Linked DNA regions of Mus musculus: regions 1 and 3 are each linked to region 2. Evidence: chromatin contacts called from public HiCAR-type and promoter capture Hi-C data. All regions are on one chromosome and are shown on one strand. Each heading gives the region's core, a stretch centred on a gene start, on an enhancer-like site or on the middle of the called end of the contact. The rest is flanking DNA. Distances are from core to core; before and after follow the strand shown.

Region 1 (3,608 bases), core at 339-2,838, 1.2 Mb after region 2:
GACCTGAGTGAGACCTCCCTTCCCTTACCAACATGGAGGTCCGAGTCACTCATAGCCTTACGAAGTACAGTCAGAAGAAATCCAAGCTGCTTACTGAAGCTAAGTGCAGTGGAATCCGGTCCAGCTCCCACGGAGAGTGGTGTGAGCATGCAATCCCCTACACTGTGAGAAGGGGCCATTCTGTGAGATGGCGACTCCTCAAGGTCGTTACAACAAGAAGGCTAAATGGCTGCCTTTCAGAGGATGAATAGCCACCAATTCCTTCTAGATAATCAGACCAGTGTGTCTCAGCTGCAAAGTACCATGGCTTCCAGTGTTCTGTTCTCCCTACCAGCAGACATTAGGATGGGAGCCCTCTCTCCCCTGACACCTGACCCATTCTTGCCGGAAGACACGGCCTCTTGTAAGGAAATGAACTTGCCAAGACATAGACTGACTTTCTGCAACAATGAACATGCATGTAAAGTGTGGGCTGGACTGTCCCCCCCCCCCCTCAGTTTCCACAGACAATGCAGCAGTCACAGCGTGCAGTCAGGGCCCACATGCCTGCCTTCCATCTTTCATATAGATGTGCCACCTTTGATTCAACCCCTGTTTAAATCAAAACCTCTTGACCTTTCGCTTAAATAAAAGGCAATTGCCGGGCTGTCCCATTATGAATAACAAATAGGACCATTATTTAAGAGGCTGCGCATTCTAAGGAGCTGGGAGGCCATTTTTAGGAAATCTATGGCAGAGGATAGTCTAATTATAACCTAGGCTTATGTCGTGCTCAACCCCAAGATGTCTCAAAGCCCACTGTGGTTTTCTAACCACCTTCCTCCAGAAAAGAAACCATCAACAAAGAAACACACCACCAGTCAGGTGCATTTCCTGCCAGACAAAAATCAGCTCAGGGACATTTGAAATCGCACTTCCTAACAGTAAAAGCAACCGTGCCTGTGTCTTTGGACCAAAGCACTGACACTGTAATAACCCTCTTGGTAAAATAAACCTGGCCTAACATGAACTATGACCAGAAATCTTATGGGAAAGACACCTTGGGTGGAGCTTCTGGCTAAGCAGTGTCCTGTGGTGATTGAATGGAGTGACCCAAAAGATTAGATAAGTCAAAGCCCCGAAACTCAGACCTTGTGCCTGTTTGGAAATAAGCTCCATTCAGAAGTGAATAAGGCGAGGCCATGCTGAAGTGGCACTCGAGGAACCTTGGTCCACAGGTCTGTCAAGAGAGAAGGGAAACCATTCTGTTGGGACAGAGACACGGAGACTCCAGTACGGAGGTGGTAGCCAAGATGAGAGAGTAGAGCCTCTACGAGCCCAGAGAGGCCAGGGCTGGAGAAGTTGGAAGGAGCCAGGAAGGCTCTACCCACCCCTCAGGGGACCTGCTGCAGTGGCTTTGTTCTCAGACTCCTGACTGCAGGAGAGCCCAGTTCACACCAGGGTCATGGGAAATGTACACAGGCACGTGAGTGACATTCCATGGAAATTTCTAGCCTCCAATGAAGCAGAGAACAGAAGCCCTCACACATTTTCTTACGGCAGCACATTAGGTGACGTCAGCAGGGTGACTACGTGAGGAAAAAGGGCCACTTCTGCATCCTACCTCATTGGTCTCTTGGCAGGACATTCACACCTCTGTGCACCACTGCTGTGTGACACTGCTGTTTTGCAGAATAATGGACTCTAACCACAGGTGACTTGAGCACATCTATGGCTGGTCTCCCCAAACCTATCAATGGGACAGGTAAGACGTGTGGAGGTGGAAGGATGTTCAAAGAATCACTAAAGGCACATGATGTACATGCATGCATTCTGCACACAGACGCTCACCGCATGTGAGAACCATGGGCACACAGAGTCACCTGGGCAGCACTTTCCCAGATTCTGGCGGTACTCTGGACACAGATATTAAACTCCATGCCCAGAAAACCTCCACTCACGGCATGCAGCTCCTTCCACACTCACACAATGACGGGGCATTCTGTTGTTCCAGCTGAGCAGCCAGCCCAGCCCTGGAGCCTGCCCTGCAGGGGTTGGTGGACCGTTTCACCCCGGAGAGAACAGACATGTGAGTTCAAATGGTGACTCTAAGCCACAACAATGTCGGCACACCTTAGCTCTGCGACTGTATACTCGGGACCAGAGAGGGCCGGCCGGCCACACATAGCTGCTATTTCCAGTGTTTCACATAGTGGGGTTTGCTTTATTTTCCCACTACCTGTGGAGAGGAGAGATTAGAGGAAAAGCTAGCCAGAGTCACCCCACCATAGGGGTGTCATAAAGCCAAGGCTGACCTCGCTCTTACAGCCTCACCCTCCTAGATTCTGGGTTGACAGTCATATGTCACCATGCCAGGTTTATATGGAGCTCAGTCTAGGACCCAGGGCTTCACCAGCTGCAGGCATCGCCAGCCAAAGTGGTACCTGTAGTTTGAAAGTGTGGCAAAGATGGCTCTGACCTTGGACATGAGACTCAGTATGACAAAAAGCCTGGTTGTTTAAAATGGTTTGATTTTTGGCTTCTTAATAAAATTCATCTTTCAGTTCTGTGCCGTGTGCTAAGGATGGAGGAACATACAGGTGGGACAGAGGATCTGTGAAGAATCACTAAAAGCAAACACACAGGATCCGTGTTTGTTCCTACACTGCTATGTGAACACCCTGGGAAGGGCTTAGCAGGGTCAGACGTTCCAGTCACGAAGACAGATTTCCCTTGGTGCAAAGCATGAAAAGCAACTGGGGAACACAAAGCATAGGTGTCTTTCACCACAAACGGTGAGCTGCAAGCCAGACTCCCTGTTTCTAGGTCAAGCAGTCACTTGGCTGGACAGTTGCTGGCTGACAACGTTCGAACTGTGTCACCAACAGCTCCTGAACACTACCTGATAAGGCAGGGGCAGACTGCAGAATTTACTGGAACACCACTCCTGCCCACTGGCCTATTTATGGAGCTATTTTGACAGCGATGAAGGTTGGCTTCCCAGGGACATGATGTCACAGGAACCATCGGGATCACCTAGCAACAGGACACAAGCAGCGTGTCCAGCTTCTATTTATAACCAGCTCGCTGGCAATGTCAAGAGGTGAGCAGTTAGACCAGCCGGAGAAGCGCGGGGTCATTGGATTCTTCTGGAAGCCACAGCTGTTACTAGAGTTGACAGAGGGCACCACAGCCCAAAGCCTCACCTGTCACACTTGGTCCAAAGTGTCTTCCATAGAGCTCCAGTTTGTGCCCAACACTACAGAGTTGTGCAAGCTTCTCTCTCCCACCCAGCCAGTCATTCCAGGCACAGCGTCCCAGGCAGACTCTCGGGGGAGGCTCTCAGGGAACTGAGGAGGGAGCTCACTGTCTCAAGGGTAATCTGGGTAGATGGACACCGTCCTCAGTGGGCTAAGATCCACCTTCTCCTCTATCTACTGCAGATGCTCATTCCTTCCTACTGGAAGAGCCCTGGACTTATCATTCCCACCTCCATTGAAATGTGGCCTTTAAAAAAAATGTATTTACTTTTTAACTTATTCACTTTACATCCCATTTACGGCCCACCTCTTGGTCACCCCCTCCCACAGCCCTTCCCCACCTCCTCTTCCCTTCCCCTCTGAGTGGGC
Region 2 (3,783 bases), core at 815-3,314:
CTGGAGTCCTATTTCTTGGGCATTCTGAAATCTGAACCACAGTTGACAAAGACAAACAACAGCTATCCTTCTCTTCCAGCCAAAAGGCTTATGTCTCCATTTACCTCATCCCTTCATTGACAGCTGGGGCAAACCCCTCTGCCATTCAAACCTCAACTGGAAATCAGACCCCAAAACAGCATCATTTTTACCTATTTTTACCATATATATACAAATATTAATTAATTAATTTATTTTTGGTTTTTCAAGACAGGGTTTCTCTGTGTAGCCCTGGCTGTCCTGGAACTCACTCTGTAGACCAGGCTGGCCTCGAACTCAGAAATCTGCCTGCCTCTGCCTCCCAAGTGCTGGGATTAAAGGCACGTGCCACCACTGCCCTAATTTATAATTTTTGTTCATATTTTTCTGCCTGCTATTTCCCAAATATTCAGTGACTACACATGAGCCAGGCAGTATGATAGGGTTGCTTCTGCTTTATGACGACAGCATATACACTGTAAAGAACAAAAGGCACAAAGAGATCAAACTATGCTAACACAGTGCTTTACCAAATATCAAAATCCCAACCCTAGTAATCACTGCCTTTTCGCCAAAGGTTTTGGAAATCAAGGAAATGAATGAACAGGATTTAGAATGTTCCCTAACATATATTAACACAAGTGTGAAGTTTTGCAAAGTTTTAAATATCCCTACATGTTCTACAGGAATGCATGTCAGTTACTTTAATGCAACTTAAACTATATAATAGTCAAACAAGTATTCTAAAAATAATTTCAAGTAAAATGCATGTTCCAGGAAAAACAACTAATGCTTTATTATGTGACTTCAGACAACAGTATCTGGCCAGGCAGTGGAGATTATGAAATTCCTCATACTCTACTTCCCTACTCCACAAAGAAAAGTCTCACATCAAGTGGCAATTTGTGCTCCCAGTGATGAATATCATATAGCTCAAATTTGTTTGTGGAACTAATTATTAAATGCTTTATGGAAAAAGGAGGAGGGGATCAGGGCTGGGCTGGTTAAATAGACATCAAACATAGTTCAGCCTGCTCTGGAAACTATTCACAGCATTAGTAGCTTATAGAGGACAAAACAAACATCACTTCTAAGTCGTATTTTTCACAGAGGAAACACAACTAAATCAGCAGGTCAGATCAAGATAAGCCACCTGGGACTGTATCTTCTGACATCTGTAACTACAATTTTGGTTAACTGCTTCCCTTGTTGAAGCTGGTTTGCATAACTGACTGCACCAGCCACCTGGGTCCTTCAAGTGGGTACATGGTGGTGCATAATACTACAGTTATAATTTCTGTACAACGCATGTAAGATGACGTGTATTAAATACTTTCTGAATGTCCCAATACAAGTGCACTTCTATAGGTATATCTGGAGAATACATATAGTCTCGAACTTTTTCTCAACGAGCTGGAGCAAACGATTCAAGTTGCGTTTATAATAATAGTGTATTGTAGGCAATGGTGTGAATACACGAGCATCTTAAAACAACTATCAACACAGAAAACCAAGAATTCAAATTGCTATCAAACACACACATTTTGTTCAACACCAACTACAGGAGTTAACTATTTGAATTTCTGCTGTTTTATCACTCGGAGGTTTGATATTATGCTTTCCATCCCCAATAAAACAATTAAGTTCGTTGGCAGGCTTCAGGTGCTGAAGTTCAAATGCACTCAAACATTTTAACTCGTGGTAAAGTCGATGACCACAGGCTTTGGAAGGTGCCTCCATACCTGTTGCATTAGTGCTTTGCTTACCTAAGCAGCCCGTGAACCCCAACCCTGCCGAATGAAGGAGCTGGGGGAGCGCGCAGGTCCCAGGTAGCTAGGTGGCAGGGGGCAGGGCAGCGTGCGGATACAACTAAGCATCAGGACACGATTTCTTCACCCGGTGGCTGCCACCTGAAATCAGTCCCCAGCGAGCCGGCTGCACCGTGGAAGGCGGGTGGTGACGCTGGGACAAAGCACGGGAAGGACGCAGCCTCCCTAGGACCAAGAACCTCCCTGCCTCCTCCAACCCGCCACACCACTTGCTTAGCAGAGGTTGCCCCGCCCCACTCCGACCGGAAGCTGCCGCCACAAGAAGCCGGCCGGGCGTTTCCGCCAGCTGCTTGCCGCGCAGGCGCAGTGGGAACAGGCGAGCCTGCCGGCTTTTAAAGGCACAGGCGAGGCAGGGGCGGGCCGGCGCGGCGGCTCAGAGCGCCTGCGCAGCGCGCCTCCACTGTCTCTGCCTGTAGCAAAGGATGTTCGGTCCCTCGCCGCTGGATGTCATCGTTGAGCCGAATTTGAGGAACTTGGAGCCTGGGTTGCTGCCCTGACAGGACTGGCTTCTGAAGACTTCCAGGACAGAAGAGAATCCTCCCACCTAAAAAGTCTAGGGCTCCAGAAAAAGACTTTTGCAAAATTAATTCAGGTTCTGTGTTCTTGGTAGCCTTTTCACTGTGCAGAAATAATACATAATAATAAAAATAATTATGTATTACATAGTAATAAATAATTCATGGCGCAGAAACATACTTACATGGACTAAAGGCTTTTCAATGGTGCTCGGTGATTTGGAATAAAGCTAGCTGATAGTGTTATTGAACACCTTACTGTCACTCAATAACTATACTAGATACTCAAAATAGAAGTATAAACGTACGCTCCACGTCTCAGAAACTCTTACTTTCCACTGGCATTGGTGGCTATGACCTGCCCTACTCCACCAATAAGAGTTCAGAAATTATAGGCAAAGTGTGGGGAACACTTTCTTTGAAGGTGAAACTTTGCAGTCCTGGTGAGACACTAGAGTGTCAATTGCTTTCAGGGGTTGTCTAATGTGTTTACGCTGCATTTCACAAGGCCGACAGTCCAGGGCTAGTTTAAAGTGGGGCCAGATCCTACGGCTCCGTGTGGCCAGTTATTTTCTCTGTAGTTTCCCTTAGTCTCACGATAGTTTCCCTGTGGTGTTGCAAAGCCACACGTTACTGTACAGGAGCATCAGCGGTGCTCGTACAGCTTGTACAACTCTTACACATCCGTGTCTTATTCAACTGCTCCTGCGCTCCGACGTCAGGCACAGGTCGGGCTCTGCTTTACTGATACGAAAGAACCACAAATTATGAGCCGAGAAAAGCTATTAGTTAATTCAAAGCTCTTGCTCTAATGTGCTTTTTAGCTGCATGGTTAATGGAGAACCAAATTTGTTTTATCCTCAGAGTGGGGGGAAAAAAAAGTAAAAAGGAAGGGCATAACTACCTGAAAGTTAGGCATGGTGGAAGAGAAAGTTTAGTGCAGATAAGTGAAAGAGCATAGCCAAGAGCAGGCACATTTGGGAGAGGAGGGGAGAAGAGGAGAGAAGAGAAACTCCTTGTTCTCCGAAATGTGTTCAGGCAGCAGTTGACTGGAAACGCCGAGATGTATCTTGCCCCTACGGGCTACCGTAGCATGAAGGCGGAGCCCAGTGTCCTGCGCATGCGCATAGGGGTGCACAGGTTGGCTTCGCGCTCCCGGGAGGAAGCTGGAGAACAGGTTATGTGGGGGCCGGCGGGGTTATTTGCCAGGGACACCGCGCGCGAGCCGGAAGTGGAGGCTGCGCCAGCTGGGCCCGCCGCGCCGCAGGAGCTCCGGGCTAGACAGTGGCGACGGCGGCCCCTCGGCGGGAGGAAGACGATGAGGAGCGGCGGGGGCGGCGCGGGGCCTCGCTGCAGCGCGGAGCCGGGTTCCGAGCCCGCGGCCGACTGCGCAGCCCGCCCGCGAGCCTGAGTAAGTGCGG
Region 3 (3,731 bases), core at 106-2,605, 1.4 Mb after region 2:
GGAAGGAGTTGATGATTGACATCCCTAGTCCTTGCTATGTTTGGTAGCGTGACCCACAGACAGATGCCAGCAAGGCAGCCTGCATAGGGACAGCATTTAGGCAAGTCTGAGTGAGTCTGTCAAGTATGCTTTTACCCATCACCTCCTTCCCGGCTTAGTTTCCAGATACCCTCTTCCTCAAAACGTTGTACCACAATTCAAGCGATGTCCATCTAGGCATTGACTTATATACTTAAGCAGTCATCTCTACGTATTCACACACGATGTAGGCAGGGACTATGTCTAACATGTCTCTGCTTTATGCCAGAGCCTAGCACACTACATCGTCCACAGTAAGCAGTTAGCCGAGGGTGAGACAATGGCTGGCATGTGCAAGTGAGGGACTTCGTGAGTGTGAATGAGAGAGAAGAGTGTGAATGGGAAATGCAAGTCCACAAGTGAGCGAGGAGTGAATGAACTTGTCAAGAGAAAGCCAATGATTGGCCTCAGCCACGCTTGCAGCATCCAGATAGTTTGCTTTCAGAGTACTGGATACCCTCTCACAGGACAACAAGCCCACGACACAGGCTCCTTACTGGTCCCAGAATCCCGAGGGAGGACATGTGAGGCTGGTGTCTCAGGGAATGAGACTTTCATGGCAACTTTGGGGATCTTCGGTGAAATGCCACCTTGGGCCGTGAGTTCTTTTTACCCTGCAATTGATGACATCCCAAAAGCAGTCTGGCCAGCTCAGCTGAATGGATGTGGGCAGCCCACAGCACCCGGTGAGGTAATGGGAGCCTCCCCATTCTAGGAACTTCATCTTAGCTGCTATGGCCAGGTACTCCTGGGGCCCGGGTTTTAACCTGTGATTTTTGTAAAATGAGAAATATAAAATGCTTAGAGAGGACTCATAAGGGGAAGCTCACTCTTGAGAGGATAGAAATAAAGTCCAGGATGGTCTCCATCACTGAGGTGGTGAGCAGGCTCCGCAGGATGGTCAAGGGAGAAGGAACCACCATTTTTATTAAGTACTCGGCAGGAATTAGGATTGTGATTTGTCCGTGGATAGTGCCGAGCAGTGGAATCAAGAATCAGACTCCAAGTGTGGAGCGATGGCTCGTGTGTGCTGACAGAGTTCCTTTTGGAGGCAGGGGACAGATCTCCAGACACACGGCCCACACCAGTTCCCCTCTATCCTCACCCACAGTCTTGGGAAGGCATTCACATCTTGAGAATGTTCCAGAGCCCCACATCCTGCTGGGAGAATGCAGTCATTCAGTCCAGAGACATGTCCGGTCTCTAAGAGTCCGACTGGAGCACATGCTCTGCCCCAGTGTGTCAATATTTCTGTTTGTCCTAGAGACCAGACACTCCACCTGACTTCCTGAGGGCTCTTGTAGATGCTGGAATTCATAAGAGAGTCCCTGCAGGACAGGTGAGATGGCTGGAAGGGCCCATGGCGGAACTGGACTGAGGAACTGGACTGACGTCTAAGCTGCCTCCCGGTGCTGTTTGGCCCTCAGTTCAGGAGACAGAGTGCTCCAACTGATATTGCTAGTTTCTACAATTAAATTCAGGGACAGCCCCAACCTCCAGACTAGGAAGCCTGTCGGATCAAATTGAAACCTTTAAAATCATTTCAACTATTCATTTATATACAGGGACTTGGCAAGTTGCTCTAAAATCAAAATTAAAAATACCCTGTGAGTCGGCAGCTGGAGAATAAGAGCATAGGTCTTTCCCTTCTCAATTGAAGCCTTCCCGACACGTTCCCAATAACTCCTGAGTGAATTGTTGGTGAATGAGAGGCAACTGCCAAGATAATTGTCTAGCTGGGTTATGGTTATATGACCCATCCAGGCTCGTGCCTCAGTGCCCAGAGTCTTTGACAAAACCCACATTTCAACTTGTACTTTATTTCTAGAAATATTATCTTCAAAACCTGGACTAGATGAGCCACAGTGTGAATGTGTGCTGAAGACACACACACACACACACACACACATACACACATACACACACACATACACACACATACACACACACATACACACACACACACATACACACACACATACACACACATACACACACACACATACACACACATACACACACACATACACACACACATACACACACATACACACATACACACACATACACACACACACATACACACACACACATACACACACGGTCTGATAAAAGCATAGATTCCTATTTCAAAGGCACTAAGGTATTTTTATATATGTTTACTCTTACACCATGGGCCTCCTGCTGTTTTATTAACTCAAGAAAGAGCTCTGAGAGAACTGCTTCTTAAAAGATCTGAGAATGCTGGGCTTTTTTAAAATCCATCAGACAGTAGATTAGGTAGAGAATCATCATGGGGCTCCAACTACAGGGCAGTGGGGTGAGATCGCTGGAGGAAATGTCTGTACAAAAAAAGCCCGAAGGCTCGCAGATCCCCAAGATGAACTGCGGCCAGATGGTGCTGAGTCAGATGTCGGTGGCGGCCTGCATACCCAAGGCTGCTTGTGGATGGATCCTGGGCTCTGCAAGTCATGTAAAACAGGAGAAGGTCCATAGCAACACGGTTGGCATCTCCACAGGAACACAACGGGCTCCTGTGCGTCTCCCCGAGTCCTTCCACTTCGTTTTTGAGGCTTAACCCAGAATGAAAACTCTGCATTAGGACTGGTGAGATGGGCTCATCAGGGAAAGGACTTGCTACCGAACCTGATGACCTGAGTTCGATCCCTGGAACCCACATGATTCCAAAGAGAGAGAGAGCCAGATCCCAGAGCTGTTCACCGACCTCTCCATAGGCACCACCAGCAAAATACACATGTGCTCAAAAATATAAAAGTAAAGAAGGCAGTTTTAATTCTGTGGTTAAAAGCTTTATGACGTTAGAGGGGTACTGTCATCTTCTGGGCCCCGCTTGCAGAAAGCTTGGCTGAGTGAATGTCAGAAGCAAACAATATCTACGTACACTGCCTTAGTCGTAACTGCCAACAGCCTGGGCTCTGTGAGCTGGACGGCAGCAGACTGTGGCCAAGATGGGACAGACTGAGTCTCTGCGCTTACATGCTCTCTCGCTCTAGCACGGGGAAGGGCTGTCCTAACCTGTCTGTGGGGTATCATGGGGACCACAGCTGGTGCTTGACTTAGGTAAGAAGAGGAGAAAGATCTTCATAAGGATACTTAATTTTCAGTGTCCTGTGGGCATAGTCTGAGAGAGAAAGTCCAGCCCTCCCAGCCCAACCCCAGCCGCACTCCAGCCCCACTCCTGGCCACTTGATCCAGGCTCTCCATTCTTTCATCAGAAATGTTGGGATAGGGACAAGGAAGCCAGAAAATCCCCTGCCCCAGGGCCCTAGAGACTCAAGAAGCTACCCCAGCTTACCAACCCACCATTTAGGAAAGGCTCATTCCTCAGTTTACCCTTCTCACCACAAAGAGCATGGGTGTTAGGGGAAGAAAAATGGGGGTGGACTTTCCTGATGATGCGTCTACCCGAGTTGCAGTGCTATTGGGGGTATCATGCTGACAGGTGTATTTCCGAGGCCTGTCTCCTCACAAGCATCTCCTTTTGCCATTCCATGGTAGGAACCAGAGTGGTCACACCAACCCCTCCCACCATGGCTCACTTGCCTTCAAATCTCCAGGTCACTGAGAATCTCCCTCCTAGACTCTGCAATTGCATTCCCCTGAGCATCCCTGGGTTTGAGGAATGTTTCCTC

Evidence for each region. Promoter capture Hi-C pulls out the DNA fragments that hold promoters and counts their contacts. HiCAR-type assays count read pairs that join an accessible place to other places.
Region 1: a contact with region 2 is called in a promoter capture Hi-C map of hippocampal neurons, with 6 times the contacts expected there. The contact joins the enhancer-like site here to the promoter of Lig4 in region 2. A contact is called at or near these places in 19 of 39 promoter capture datasets (the 3T3-L1 cell line, 3T3-L1-derived adipocytes, the C10 cell line and 10 more), 10 of 484 Hi-C or Micro-C datasets (the HL-1 cell line, the N1E-115 cell line, adipose-derived mesenchymal stem cells and 7 more), 12 of 115 datasets of contacts at active chromatin or transcription factors (T-cell acute lymphoblastic leukemia, astrocytes, embryonic forebrain and 9 more) and 3 of 9 other capture datasets (adipose tissue, embryonic stem cells and liver).
Region 3: a HiCAR-type map of astrocytes shows a contact between it and region 2, with 2.4 times the contacts expected there. The contact joins the enhancer-like site here to the promoter of Lig4 in region 2. A contact is called at or near these places in 3 of 39 promoter capture datasets (the 3T3-L1 cell line, the C10 cell line and embryonic stem cells), 2 of 115 datasets of contacts at active chromatin or transcription factors (astrocytes and embryonic forebrain) and 1 of 9 other capture datasets (adipose tissue).

Annotation. Positions count from the first base shown.
Region 1 is chr8:11,180,788-11,184,395 of GRCm38.p6, forward strand. No RefSeq gene overlaps it. Among named protein-coding and RNA genes, the nearest start is that of Gm15418, 5.1 kb to the right of the region's middle. Within about 2 kb of position 1,589, at least 37 of the 459 cell types and tissues checked have an H3K27ac peak or open chromatin away from gene starts, as enhancers often do.
Region 2 is chr8:9,974,247-9,978,029 of GRCm38.p6, forward strand. It overlaps Lig4 (ligase IV, DNA, ATP-dependent), which reads right to left and starts at 2,065. Exons shown (of 2, transcript NM_176953.4): 1 at 1,785-2,065. Abhd13 (abhydrolase domain containing 13) reads left to right here and starts at 3,471. Exons shown (of 2, transcript NM_001081119.1): 1 at 3,471-3,773.
Region 3 is chr8:11,350,231-11,353,961 of GRCm38.p6, forward strand. The region is part of intron 3 of Col4a2 (collagen, type IV, alpha 2); the gene reads left to right. Among named protein-coding and RNA genes, the nearest start is that of Gm46030, 12 kb to the left of the region's middle. Within about 2 kb of position 1,356, at least 12 of the 459 cell types and tissues checked have an H3K27ac peak or open chromatin away from gene starts, as enhancers often do.